Regions from separate parts of the Mus musculus genome. Here region 2 is linked to region 1. The links are chromatin contacts, called in public capture Hi-C maps. All regions are on one chromosome and are shown on one strand. Each heading gives the region's core, a stretch centred on a gene start, on an enhancer-like site or on the middle of the called end of the contact. The rest is flanking DNA. Distances are from core to core; before and after follow the strand shown. Region 1 holds the start of Cdk18 (cyclin-dependent kinase 18). Region 2 holds the start of Slc41a1 (solute carrier family 41, member 1).

Region 1 (6,767 bases), core at 1,537-4,036:
CTAACCTTGGTGTGTTCCTACCCTCTGAGATGGGAAAGTGCCAGCTCAGCAGTGAATGCCTAGAGAGCGAAGGTGAAGGGTCCAGGGAAGAGGAGAGAAAGGGTTACTGGGGGACACACAGCCCAGGGAAAGAAATGTGACTTATTCCCAAAGGAGTGGAGCTAAGCAGGTAGACCTGGAACTCAGCCAGTCAGTCCCTTGTGGACAGCAGAGCAGAACAAGGACTGCAAATAATTAAGTCCCAGGAAAGGGTCCTCTTACCCCAGGCGCAGGGTCCTGCCAAAGTCCTGCAGCCTACCTGACCCACCAGTACCCAGAAGGCTTAGTACCTGGCACAGACTGCTGGCCTTTCCTGACATGTTTCCATTCAGCCCACCCACCCACCCATTTCTTATAGAGAACTCTCCTCTCCAACCAAAAGGGGGGAAACTTCTAGCCAAGGCCTTGGCTTGCCGGGGTTTCATGGTCTTCCGCCCCAGAGTCAGCCACGGGGTATGACTAGGACATCGCCTTTCCCAGGCCTCACCACCACATGATCACCTCGGCTTCCATGTGTTATACAATAACAGCCCTCCCTACCAGGAGCCCCTCTCCAAACAGAACACTGAGCAAGTTCGAGAGTTTGCTGGGAGCCACAAAATCAATAGGAGGATTCTAGAAATGGCTTAGATTTGACCATCCTTTCTCATCTTCAGGTCCCAAACTCAGAGAAGGAAAGATGGAATCAGGAGAGGAGGAGGAAGAAGACGAGGAGGAGGAGGAGGAGGAGGAGGAGGAGGAAGAGGAGGAGGAGGAGGAGGGAGAGGAGGAAGAGAAGGGAGAGGAGGAGAAAGAGGAAGAGGAAGAGGAGGAGGGGCAGAAGAGAAGGCTAGAGTGAGGTAGGAGTCAGAAGACCCAAGCCAGGCTTTTTCCCTATGAAGAGCGGCCTCTTCCCCTGGGAGCAGGATCAATTAACTGACAGAGAACACAGGGTTTGGAGAGAAACACAATCCCATTCCCTCTGGATCTCAGGGCAGCTATCCCCTCCCCGAACAATCCCAGACTAGGAATCCACTTGTTTCTCAGATTATTGTCCCTCTGGTAAAGCCTGGGTCTGCCTGGGGAGCCTGATTACTTAGAGAACTACCCCTGTCCTCCCTGGGAATTCCAGCCCAGGAAGAGCAGGAGTTGGGACCGGGCTTGGGGTCAGATAGATGTAGACCGGATTGAACCCGTTACATCACTCTCACCCACCCCTCCCCCAGTCTGTTCCTTGGCTAGTGCATTAGTGATCATAACACTCATGAACTATCATAACATTATTATGACACCTTGCTTGGCACATTGCAGAGATTGGAGACAGGAGCTGGGGCAGAGGGAGCCTCCGATGCAGCCCAAGTCCACAGGCATAGCTGCCTGTTGGCCACACCCCAGAAGCTATCCCAGGCCCAAGGCATGACAAAGACATGCGTTCTTGAGACACAAGGATTTGGATCCCCACCTACCCCGCCTCACTGTGGGCTATGTGCCTCCATTGAATCTCACATCTGATAGGGTGGGGGCTTTGCGACCCACGGGGCCCAGGCCACACAACACAGCTGGGTAGGCTGGGGAAGATTGCTCAAGGCCGAGCTGGGATGACAAAGAGGGGCAGATGGCAGCAGCCAGAACTCAGAAGGTTCTGAGGACTGCCCCTATCCCACAATTCTACCCCTGCTCCTGGGAAAGCTTAAGAGAAATATATGAGGCCGCTGGAGCCTAGAGGGGTGCTGACCCCTCAGTACAGGGAAAACAACCCCAAGGCCATCAGGGGCCTGTCCCCCAACCGCGTGGAACAGAGCCTCTGACCCACCCCATTTTCAGAGTCCTGTTTGTGACCTCCAAACAGAGCAGTCAAGCCATGCGTTTGAAGAGCGAGCCACCCACCCTCCTTTCCCACACGCTATCAACCGCTGTCCACAGGAGGGGAGGATCATTGCTTCTCTGGACTTAGCCCAAGAGAAGAGACACGTTCCCTAGCGACTCTCCTCACCACGCAGCCAGCGCTCGGGGCTTCACCTGTCCTCAGTTTTCCCCAGGTCTCTGGCCTACCACCCATGGCCTGTGGGGCTGGAAAGTTCACGAAAGCCCAGAAAGCTCTTCGAGGTGGCAATCTGGCCCTACACTCTCCTGAATCCCTTCGTTATCGGGACTCCTGACCCTTGTCCTTCCCATAAGGAAAGCACTTAGCGTCTGGCTTGTGCCTGGGAGGGGAACTTTTGCGTTTGTAGGGTTCCGACGGAGGTCAGGGCCAAAGGGAGTCCGGGATCCAGAGTCCCCGCGGGGCACGCGTTCTGCCTCAGCACCTGGAACTTGGGAGTGGCTTTCCCAGGGCATCCTTCACCCCACACACACACCAAAAAAATAAATAAATAATAAAAAAATAAAACGCAAGCGCGCCTGCCGAGCGCCCATCGCCTATGGCAGCTGGGGAATTCTGCCCAAATCTCCAGCGCAAAGGCAGTCGGCCCCTTTAAGGACCGCCCGGCTTACCTTTGCTCAGCTTGCCCGGCGCGGTGCCCCTCTCTGGCCGCCGCGGCGGACTCTGCGCGTGTCCCGGTCGTGGCGAGCCGGCTCCCGCCCTCCGCGGCCGCGCTGCCAGGCTTAGGTGCCCTGCCCCGCGCCCCGCCGGGGTCCCTACTCGGGACCCTGGCTCTTCCTGGCCCTGGAAAGGTGAGCGGTTTTCCCCCCAAAGAAGCTGTAACCTGAGCTGCGGGAGAAGGGAGAAGGGAGGGGTGCAGGAAGGTGGGTAAGAGGAGGAGGAAGGCAAAAGCCGGGCCCCAGCCAGAGTTTTTCACGTGTACAAGTTGACTCCGCCTTTGTCCGGACCGGCCCTGCCCACAGTCACTGCCAATCCCTTGCTCTCCCTCTGTCCCAGGGCCACCCCTTTCTCCCACTCTGGGAACTAAGGCCTGTGCTTCTTCCTGTTCCCCTCATAAGCTGGCCCTAAACTAAGTACAGGGTGAGGCCCTTTAGCCTGGACCACACCGGACAGGTCTCTGTCTCTACCCAACCTGCTGAGTGCCAATTTCGGGGGGTGGGGGGAGGGTAGTGGGGGCAGCGCCTAGCACCTAAGAGCTAATGTGCGATCTCAGGGCACAGGGCCTCGCCTATTCTCCTCTCTTTTATGGAGTGTGAAATTGTCACTTACCTGATAATATCTCCCTGATCCCTTCCCCCATCTCTGCCTCTCCATGGCCTGGAGGAAGAGTTCCTTCCCACATAGCATCCCTCTTCCACTATGAAGAGGAACAACTCTGTCCTTTTTGGCCAAGTGAATCAACTAAGAAGCTTTGCAGATAGGCAATGCTAAGTCAGGTCTCGGTTTACACAAGGGGAAACTAAGTCTCAGAAAGGAGACTGAAGAAGCCCAAAGTCCTACAAGGCTTAGAACCCAGGTCAAACATCATTCTCCCACACTGTCTAACGTCAGGGGTCAAAAACCACCACCAGGGGCGCTGGAGAGATGGTTAAGCAGTCCTGAGCAGTTACTGCTCTTGCAGAGGACCCCGGTTCCGTTTCCAGCACCCGCATGACTGCTCACAACTGTCTATAGCTCCAGTTCTAGGGAATCTGACACCTTCTGATCCATGGTGCCAAGAACATATGTGTTAGATACACACAGCTGTGGGCGAAATTCGCGCGTGCACACAAGCTAAATATAAATAAACCTTTTGTTTGTTTAAAGCACGCCACAAAAACGCTGGGGTGGGCTGAGGGTCAGCCTTCTTATGCTGGGGCCTTTTTATCCTTGCTTCCGGTGCTCTGCCGGGACTACATCAAAGAGGTCCTTGCCCTCTGTTCTTTTAGCAGATATGGCACATAGCTTCTGCAATCTGGGTGCCCTTGAGAAGGCTGCTTTGAGGAGAATGTGGTGTTGGAAAGAGGACAGTTTTCTTCTAAAAGACAGAGTCCTGAGGTCACAGCCACATGAGAGTGACTTATGGGTGGCTGACATCCCACAAGGGCCTACCAGCTCTTTGCTACCTTCCCTACCAGGGCATGGAGATTTTTCTGGGAATGAGTGTTTTATGCAGCTGTGGCTGCTACAAGCTGAAGGGCTGCAAAGAGTGCCTACAGCCAAGCCTCTGGATTTGGGACAGAGGATACCTGTCCTGTTCCATGAGTAACTAGGAAAACCTAGGCTTAGGCGTGGTGGGGAGGGCCTGCACTCAGGAGGAAGAGGCAGGAGGATCACTATAAGTTCAAGATCAGCCTGGTTTCCCCAATGAATTCTAGGCCAGCCACGGAGTGAGACATGCTCTCTAGAAGAGGAGGAGGAAAAGAAAGGGGGAGGGGGAGGAGAAGGAGGGAGGAGGAGGAGGAAGACAATGACAAAGACAGGGAGCAGGGAGGCTATGTCAATGCCAGGGAAGGTTGGAGGGCTGGACTATGCCTAAGTATTTAGAGGATTAGAGAAGATGGGGCCAAAGGGTAGAATTTCAGAGAGCCAGGGGGTAAGGTCAAAAGGTCTCAATAAACAGTTTCTGAACATCTTCTGCATGTCAAGCAGTAATCAGGTTTCTGAGCCCAGAGGATAAATAACACCCTGGACCCTCCCCTCCAGGAGTTTGTACGGAAGGGAAGCAAATGAGAAAGACGCTTAAGTCTGCTTTCCATTGCTATAACAAGCACCTGAGGTAACCAGCTTATAAAGAGAATGTGGAGGGGGGAAGAGGGAGGAAGGGGGAGGAGAGCATGCTTTTGGAGGGTCCAGTCTGTGAACAAATGACTGTCGCTTTTGGAACTATGGCAGTGTATGTCATGATTGGGAACAGGTGGAAGATTGAAGTCACTCATCTCGGAGCTTGAGAGTCAAAGAGAAGAGAGGGTGGTCTGGGGCCCCACTACCCTCAGGGGTCCATGCTCAGTGACCATCGGACCCTGACTCCAGGGTTTTGCCCCCTGCAGCCACAGGATGGCAACTGAGCCTTCAGAACACGGTCCCGTTGTGCACTAATACAGTGCAGAGGTCAGTGCTGGGTGACCGCCGGGGACAGTCCCCGTGCTCCGTCTGAGCTGAGGGTCACAGGAAGAGAACAGAGGTGATTCACGGTTCAGCAGGGTGACACGGAGCAGCACGGAGCAGCTCAGGAAAGAGATCTCACCAGGTCACCTTAGGGCACCCTCTCCAGCGGCCGGGGTCAAGGTCAGAAGTCAAGCCTGGTGACGAGTGATACAGTCTTAGACTGTGGCACCCCAGTAGCAGAGAGAGGAGGACCTGATTTGAGGGATGGTTAGAACATTCGTAGAACCGTATGCCTGTGCTACCAGAAAAAAAAAGAGTAAAGAGAGTCCAGGCTGGACAGGGCCCTGGGGCTTTAGTGTGCCTTCATACTCAGCTCTCTTTACTACTGTGTGACCTTGGGCAAGTGACCTAACCTTTCTGAGCCTGATTTTACACCCTATAGGACAAAGACACTAAAGTTAATCTCATGCATCTGTGGTGCAAATCAGAGACAATAAATGCTAAAGACCTAGCCCAGGGCTTGGTTCACAGACTTGACAAGCAGTAAAGATGGTTACCGTCATTGGTCCACCCAACAAGCATTTAAGAAGCCCTCGCTGTATACTACTGTCCTAGGTCCTTCTGCTCAAGCCCTGTTCTCATGCAGTTCACTGTCCACGGAGAGAGAGGTGTGAAGAGGGACCGTCATGTGTCAAGGCGACATTGTCCGGAGCAGAGGGCAGAAGCTTTATTCTGTCCCAGCACAGCTTCTCAAAGGACAGGTAACAGTGGAGACAGTATAAGGCCAGCGACCTGGCCCAAGACTGTCAAATCATCCTGTCTCCAGCGTGTATTTGCCCTCAGAATTCTGAGCTCACCTCCCTTTAAAGGCATTGTCTAAGAGGGGCTCATGGCTGTGATTCCAGCTCCTTGGGAGGCAGAGGCAAAACTGTGGAAAGCTCAAGACATATCTGGTCTAGGGATTGAGTCCAAGCTGGATATCTAAAGGATAAAGAGCTAGAGCTGTAATGTAGTTAGAGAGCTTACCCAGCAGTCACAAAGCCCTAGGTTCAAATCCCAGTACCAATAATAAAAAATGATAAAAATGTAAATTGAGGCATTGTCTTAGCTGTGTGGTGGAACACCTGTTATCCCAACTCTAGGAAAACTGAGGCGAGAGGATAGTGAGCTGGGGGCTAACATGGGCTACTTAGAGCTTGTTTCAAAAACAAACAAACAGACAAACAAACATAAAGGCACCAATGGCTTCAGATGGTGGAGCCCAGTCACACAGGGCCTTGGCATTCCCTGACATGTAAGTGGGGAGAAGGGCTAACTAGGTAAGAGTGAGTGTCTGATGTTGGCAGGACTCCAGCTGGGTCACGAGTATGCAGTGGGCACTTCACGCCCATCCGGGCATAGGAAGTGACATGTGGAGCTTGAACCATCATTTCCTGCTGTCTGTCTGCATCCTTCCAAGACTTCCTTTAAAGCTCTCGTGTCCCCCACTCAACCACACCTATCTTCTTGCACATATCTCTTCAGACAGCTCAGTTGTTGGCAGTACTAAACGGTGCCTCCTGCTACTGTGGGACATCTATTCTGCTGCCCTCTGATCAAGACCTCGGGCTGTGAAGCCCCACAGTCTGTGTCACCTTGGTCTGTCCTAGCTCTGGCTTATTTTCTATCTATGGTAACGATCCACCCCCCACGAGGCTGCCGTGAGTTCCGAGATGTAAATATGCCCCCCATCCATACTTCTCCCCTTCTTGCAGACTGTCGACCCCTGTCCTAAGAGCCC
Region 2 (7,429 bases), core at 3,730-6,229, 310 kb before region 1:
GGCTTGTGACTCACTCTCTGAAGGAATATAGCCCCATTACCAACACCCTTATTCTGAGACTGCCAGTCCTTAACTCTTTGCAGTCTGCAAAGTTTAGAATTCAATGTGAAGCTCAGAAAGTGTGAGCTGACCCTTCATGCTGGTTCATGCTTGGTTTTGGTTCTTCATTTTTTTTTTTTTTTTTGGTGAAATCAGAACAGTCTGACTCTGTGAGGGAATTTTGCAAATGCAACTGCCACTAATCCAGAATACTGGAGAAAGGCGCTCTTGTCTCCCCCATTAGAGCTGTGGCTCAGAAATATGCAGGCACTAACTCAAGGCCATGTACTTTAACATGTGGCTAAGCATGATTCAACCCATGTAATTTCAGAGCTGTGGCACATTCTACCTTGCCACACTGTTTTGGTGACACTGGATGGTTATAAGCATGGGGGGCTGGGGAGGGGGGGAGCTGTGTAAGTGGCTGTCTCATCTGTACTCCACATGCACCCAGTCACACACTCAAGGCTATCCTCTGCAAACGCCACATTTATGTCCATGCAATGCCTGTTATAAATCACTGGATGATTGTGCCCACTGTTATTTGCCCAGCTTCGCTCAACTGAATGATGTGAAATACCTTGAACAATTCTGCTTGAAGAAATCCCCGAGTGGGTGTCAAAGAAGCTTTGGGAACTGAGAGTTCAGTTAGAGAGAAGCCAAGGCAAGGTGACACCTTGCTCTGAGAACAGATGGCAGTACTTCTCCGTACCACCCACATCCCTACATCCTCTTCAAGCTGAATGAAGCCGGAAGGGGATGATATCACCTCAGCTCCAGGCGGCAGGAAAGAAGTGACCTCTGGGAGGATGGCAGTAGGGAGGGGTTACAGCAAGGGGAAAAATGGGAGGGGGTACACACACTCAGAAAAACAAAAGTCAGGAAAATTTCCAGCCATGCTGGGCTAGTCTTGTGACTGTGGCATGCTGGTGAGGGACTCCAAATCTATGGGACTCTGGAATTTTAGGATGCATCAAGACAGCTCCCAAAGTTGATCTTAAAGGAGCTCTTAGTGGTCAGCCGCTGTACCTGAAGGAAGGCCGTAGAGTTTGGAGAACCATGGGATACAATAGCAAATGAACTGTGAATTAAGACAAGTGTCAAGCAAGACTGGAAAAGGCTTACCCAAGAAGCCTTCCCTACCACCCACGTCAGCTGACAACTACCTGTAACTCCAGCCCCAGTTTTCTTCCAACCTGCATGTGAATACACACACACACACACACACACACACACACACATCCACAGACCAGCACACATACACACATAATGCTAAATAAAAATAACACTTTAATTTTAAAAAGACTTCATAACTTAATTTTTCATTATTAGTAGTATGTGGGCAGCAGGTACGCACATAGAGGTCAGAGGTCAACTCTGTAAAATCAGTTCTTTCCTTCCACCTTTCCATGGGTCCTAAGGGGTTGAACTATATCAGCAAGTGCCTTTTCTCACTGAGCCGTTTCACTGGCTCAGCAGTAGACACATCTGTAAGGCCAGATGAGGAACATGTGAGCCCCTTGGGCACATGGAAGTCCAAGTCTTACAAAGGGGTCATGAAAATGCTCAGAGACCCACATTTATGGCTTCCTGACACTTCCTGACGCTCATGGCTGAGTCTTGCCTGGAGTATCTGGCTGGCTTGCTACCTGCTGCTAATTCCTGTCTTTTCATCTGTGACCTTTGCTCCCCACATCTGTGTTTCTCAGTTCATAGACTGCAGCTGCTCTCTGGGTACAGAAAGGATAAGAGTCTTCCTCTTCTCAAGGTTACAGGTGGCTGGACTGGAAGGAAGCGTGCTTCCCCCGGGCTCTCTTGCTGTCTAACTCTACGAATCAGCATAACATCGGCCACAGTGTCTAGGCCAGTCTCCTCTCTATTACCCATCATACTATCAAGGCCAGTTACTGATCTGACTATCTCCCAACAGACGTTCGCCGTATTTTCTGAGCGCTTACTGTGTGCCAGGTGCCAGAGGTACAGAAGTGGTTAAAACATGAAGGCCATAATCCTGACCCAGTGATCCTGGCCCTTCAGGATATCCCAGAAGAATGTCTTCTGCGCTCACAGACTTAAAGAAATATTTGTAATACCTAAAGCTAATGAAGGACTCATATCCAAAATATATGAACTCCTAAAAAAAAAGTCAAAAAGCCAGGTAGAAAGTTGATAATACTTAAAAACGATCCAAATGGCAAAGAAATGTGGAGGAAAGGTGCTTAATCTCATTAGCTATCAGGGCAATACAAATTTAAGCCACAGGAAATACCATTATATACCCACTAGAATCGCTACTCTTTTTTTTTTTTTTAAATGAGTCAGAGTTTCATCATGGTAGCCTTGACGGGCCTGGAACTTATTATGTAGACCAGCCTGGCCTTGAACCCATAAAGATGAACCTGTCTCTGCCTGCTCTTAGGTGCTAGAATTGAATGACTACAACTTTAATCTTTTCAGATTGGTGATACCAGTGTTGATAAGGCTATGAAACAATAAGGCATTTCTAGCAAGAATATAAATTAGAAAAAGCACGTCAGAAAATTGTTTAGTAGTGTTTCCTAAAGCTAAGCATTTGCCTGCCCTATGATCTAGCCCTGTTCCAATGTGCCAATTCAGGCTGGGTGGCACATGCTTTTAATCCCGATGTTTGAAGGCAGAGGCAGAGATGGAAGCAGAGGTACGCAGATCTCTGGGAGTTTGAGGCAGCCTGGTCTGCAGAGTGAATTCTAGGTCAGCCAGGGCTACACAGAGAGACTATGTTTCAAAAACAAAAAGATGCCATGGCAGATTCATAAAATAACAATACCTGGAAACAACTGAAATCTGCATCAACGGATGCAAATTGCCCTGTGCTCGCTTAGTGACATCACGCTGCAATGAAGGTGAATTAACAAATGGTACTGGGGTTGGGGATTTAGCTCAGTGGTAGAGCGCTTGCCTAGCAAGCGCAAGGCCCTGGGTTCGGTCCTCATCTCTGGAAAAGAAAAACAAAACAAACAAACAAAAAACAAATGGTACCATGTGTGATGTATGAGTAAGAGAAACTAAGCACAGAATAGTAGTGCCTCCTGAGAGGTTCTGTTATAGAAAGTCCAAGCGCTCACAGACAAAATGAACAGTGTCAGACAGAGGCCACCCTAGGGAAGAGGGTGAGAGAGTGACCAAGGGAGCTTCTGGGGTGGCAGTAATGACTGAATTCTTCCTTTTGGTGGTGGTTTCATCAGCCTGTTCCCTGTACCATAATTTGGTGGTCCATACTCTAGGTTTTACGCACTTTCCCATATGTTCAGTTTACTTCGACTAAAAAGAAAAACTTTTCAAGTAGATAAAGAGTATGGGGGTGGAAATAAGAGAAGGACAAAGATTTTGTTTTTAAGTTGCTATTGGATGAAAGTTTTTGGCCTTGAGGCAGAGTCTCAACTGTATAACTCTAACTATGAGGCACTGTCTCTTGGTAGACCCAGACGACCTCATATTTGTAGAGTCTCCTGCTTCTGTCTCCCAAGGGCTAAGACTGCCAACACTCAGGCAGCCATATAATCAGTCTTAGTTTTCCTCTCAATCTATACTCATTGTGCACAAAAACTGGTCCTTCTGGCGAAGACCTAGTGTTGCCCAATCTAGGAGTAACTTCCATATCCAAACATAGACTTGGCTGTGAAACCAAAATTGGAGTTCAACTACAGTGACATTTGCTGGGCCCTTAAAAAATATAGACCTTTGATATCCTAGCAGCGGAGCTGAGCCCGGGGTTGCTGGATTAGCAGGTGGGGACAGGTTTTTGTGGCTACATTTGTTATCATTGTCCAAAGGAATGGCCCTCTCCAGTTGCTGTTGAGCATGTGTGCTCAGTAGCCAGCACTCTTTTTCTCTCCTATATACATCCTATCCTTATTCAACGGTCTAGAGAAATGCTCAATTGCCCCAAGGAACCTTTCTAGGGAAGAAAGTGACAGGAAAGGAACCTCTGGTCATAGGCTCTATGGTCTAGAAAAATGCTCAGTTGCCCCAAGGAACATTTCTAGGGAAGAAGGTGACAGGAAAGGAACCTCTGGTTATAGACTCTACCGATGAAGGGGGAAAGGCTGGAAATGGGAGTTCCTTTATAGGGAGGTCACATCCCCTTCACAAAAACAACCCAAAGAGAACTAACTGGTACTGATTTTGGATTGATGAAGTGAAGACACCCCAGGGAGGAAGTGGCAAAAGCGAGGATGAAAACACTTTGATTCCACAAGGTGCGTCAGGGAAAGTTGGCGTTCATTTCGCCCGGGATGGAGACTTCTCTCCCACGGGGCCACGATTGGGTCAAAGGAAACCCCCGCTCCCCTCCGCCCTTACCTCATTGGTGTGTGTAGCCCCAGCCATGAGTCTACCAAATTTTCCCTCCAGTCTGCCCATCCCCACCCCTATCAAGGCTGGAACTTTATTAAGGCAGATTAAGGTTCGGTCAGTCGCCCAGAGGAACAAGGAACCTGGAAGGAGAGATGAGGAGCCTGATGAATAGGAACTGTGCCCAGGAAGAAGGTAGGGACTGGGCGTGGAGAAGGAACACGCGATGGCTGCTGCGGCCCGGGCGATCGCCAGCTGGCCGGCTCAAAGGGGTGGTTTCGGGTCTTCTGGAAGGCCCAGAGGCTCACTAGAGATAGTCAAGATTCAGGAGTACATGCGTAGCAGAACGCTCGCCTTGAGAGGCCGTGGGAACTCAGGAGCGCAGCACCCGCCCGCGCTTGAGCACCGCGAGCCCACAACACCCTCCAATTCTGAGTTCCCGTCACTCTGCTGCGTTTTCCCCCTCACCCCGCCCCCAGCTCAAGAAACGCCGGGGAAATGGGCGGGGCCTGGGCGGGGCCCGCCCCTTTTCCTGCTCTGATTGGCTGATGCAGTTGTCCATCCTGACTCTATTCTTGATGGAGGGGGGTTACCACCCGCTCTGCCCCAGATCACGTTTGCCACCCACAGCCAAACACTCTTGTCCAAGTCCGCGGGCAAGAGGCGATTGGGGACGAGCGAGCTCGGCATCTCAGGCCCAGTCCGGTCCACACCAGCCCGAGGCGGAATATCCTGATCGCCCCCCACCAGGCCACCTCCCCTCGTGGAATCGGAGCGGCGGCCTCACAGGAAGGCAGAAGCGAAATGTAGCGAGCCGGGTGTCGCGGTTGGACGCTCGCCTTGCCTGGGGGTGTAGCGGGGAACACGCGGGGGCTCGAGGAGGACGGCTGAGGGGGAGGAGTGATGAGAAGAGGGGGTACCCTACATCCCCCAATTCCGCGGGCCCCTGCTACCACTCTCCAGGCGCCCTTTCTCCCCAGCAAGGCGCAGGTCAGTGTTGTTGGGTCTGGGAGGGAGGGAGACGAGGGCGGGGGACTCCAGGACGCAGTGCTTTTGCAGTCTTGAGTTGCCGGGAGTCGGCGGAAATCAACTAGGCACTCCTCCTCCCCACCCCTGTAGTTGGGGATACCTAAACCGGGCTTTTTTGTCCATCCCCGCTTGGAAAGGAGACGCGGCTTCCTAGAGCCTGAGGCCCATCGGTAGTGGCTTTACTGCTGATGTAGTTGAGAGACTGGCCTGCTCCCCTTGCTAGCCCCCTTCCAGGTCAAAGTGGCCTGCCAGAAAGACGGGAGGGAGGGGGCAGTCAGGTTTTAGCGAAGGAACTCAGAAACTTTGCTGGCTCGGGGGCGGTGGACTCAGACTGAGTGTTTCCTCTTGGCTGACTAGTGAGGATCTTTGAAAACAACGGTGCTGTGTTAAGGTGGCTTGGCTGGTGACCGAGTTAGTGGAAGACTCATAACTTGGGCCCTAGAGTTTGATTCTGCCTTAACCAAACTGGAGTTGACTAATTGTGAGTGTTTGGAATACTAACAGCCTGTTCATCATACCTGCAAAACCCTCTGGATTTTTTTTTTTTTTTTTTTTTACTATTGAGAGCCATGCTGGTGAAATGCAACAAGTTGGTGGCAATTCGTGGGGATTCCTTTAAGCTAAGAAAAGCAGGGCAGGCAAAGACAGACATGATTTGGGAGTAAATGCATATTAGCTTGTGACACTTGGATTTGCCTGACTTTGTTTTTCTTTCCTCTTTCTACACCTTTTACCGATGATATTTTTGTTTTTAAGAGTTACACCATGTCTGGCTGTCAGTAACCCGAGAGGAAAGGGGGAAGGCCAGGCAACCAAAAATGTAGGAATAAACAGTAGCTTCACCCTCTGTCTCTTCAATCTAGTTAACTGCCGGGTCCTATCTGACAGGCTCACAGGATCTAGCATAGAGAGAAGTGTAAATGCAGCCTGGACCAGGGTTTAGCCTGTGGTTTCTGTAACACTCGACTTTCAAGGGCAAGAGTAAGAAGGAGGCCTCTGGTTCTTGGCCTTGGTCTTGGCCGGCTTGCCCTGCCCCGGTTGCCTGGGGAGTTCTCCTGGCTTCCTCTCCCATCCCAGCAGGGGGCTAGGACAATTAGAGGTCTAGGGATGCTCCCCTCAATGACCAGCCTCTCTGTTTGCCCTGTCTTGCTGTTGCTGTCTTGTAATAAGTCACTCAAGAAGAGTGAATGCGTAGGGAGTTTGCATCTGAATCTGTAACTTTACTGATAAGGGACTATACTTAAGTAATACTGAGTTCTTATCAAGATCCGAGAAAACAACTAATCACATCCCTGCCCACCCCAGGTTGCTCAGGAGGCAATGCCAAGGTCTCCTATGAAGCATCCTCCTTTTGGGTGGTGGTTTGCTGGCTGGGAATCTGCTGGGAATAGAACTCACTGCATCTCGACATGAAGTGGGGCAGGACAGTGTAATTCTAGCAGGAAAAGAACAGCTAATAGCCACCCCTGTAACACCACATGCTCTGCAGATCATCCTAGTAGGAACTGGTTTTTGCTATGTACCAACATTCATTCTCCCCCCCCCCCCTCTTCTTTTTGTCCTTCCTCCCAACGTAAGGTGTTCCACACCAATTCTTGTGACTTTAAGGACCAGGCAACTGAGAAAGTACAAGATCCTCTCAAGAAGGGAAGACATCTCTGGGAGAGAGAGGAAAGATAGCAGACACTGGGACCAGCTGAGCCCAGCCACGGTGCTGTGAGAAGCTGAAGCCACCCAGCAGGAGTGAGAAGAAACCCTGGCCTCAGATTGAGGCTTCGTTCTCAACGATCTGAACTCATTCAGCTTTTCCCAAGAGAGGGCTGCAGCATCAGGCACTCCAGACTCAGGTTGAGCTCTTCTGCTCCTGCTCTGAGGAGCTGGCCACTGAGAACCAAAGATTGCCCCTGGCACAACACAGAGCTGCTGGGAGCAGGCACCCACTACCCATAGAGGCAGCTGCTGCATCTGGTGAGGACTTTGTTTCCTTCCAGCTCCAGGCTGCATTGCTTGATGGGGCTGTCTTTTGGTA

The links. Capture Hi-C pulls out chosen DNA fragments and counts their contacts.
Region 2: a capture Hi-C map of embryonic stem cells shows a contact between it and region 1, with 2.4 times the contacts expected there. The contact joins the promoter of Slc41a1 here to the promoter of Cdk18 in region 1. A contact is called at or near these places in 4 of 39 promoter capture datasets (cranial neural crest, liver, pre-B cells and 1 more), 1 of 115 datasets of contacts at active chromatin or transcription factors (embryonic stem cells) and 1 of 9 other capture datasets (embryonic stem cells).

Annotation. Positions count from the first base shown.
Region 1 is chr1:132,136,899-132,143,665 of GRCm38.p6, forward strand. It overlaps Cdk18 (cyclin-dependent kinase 18), which reads right to left and starts at 2,787. Exons shown (of 16, transcript NM_008795.2): 1 at 2,512-2,787.
Region 2 is chr1:131,823,033-131,830,461 of GRCm38.p6, forward strand. Slc41a1 (solute carrier family 41, member 1) reads left to right here and starts at 4,980. Exons shown (of 11, transcript NM_173865.3): 1 at 4,980-5,361; 2 at 6,979-7,429.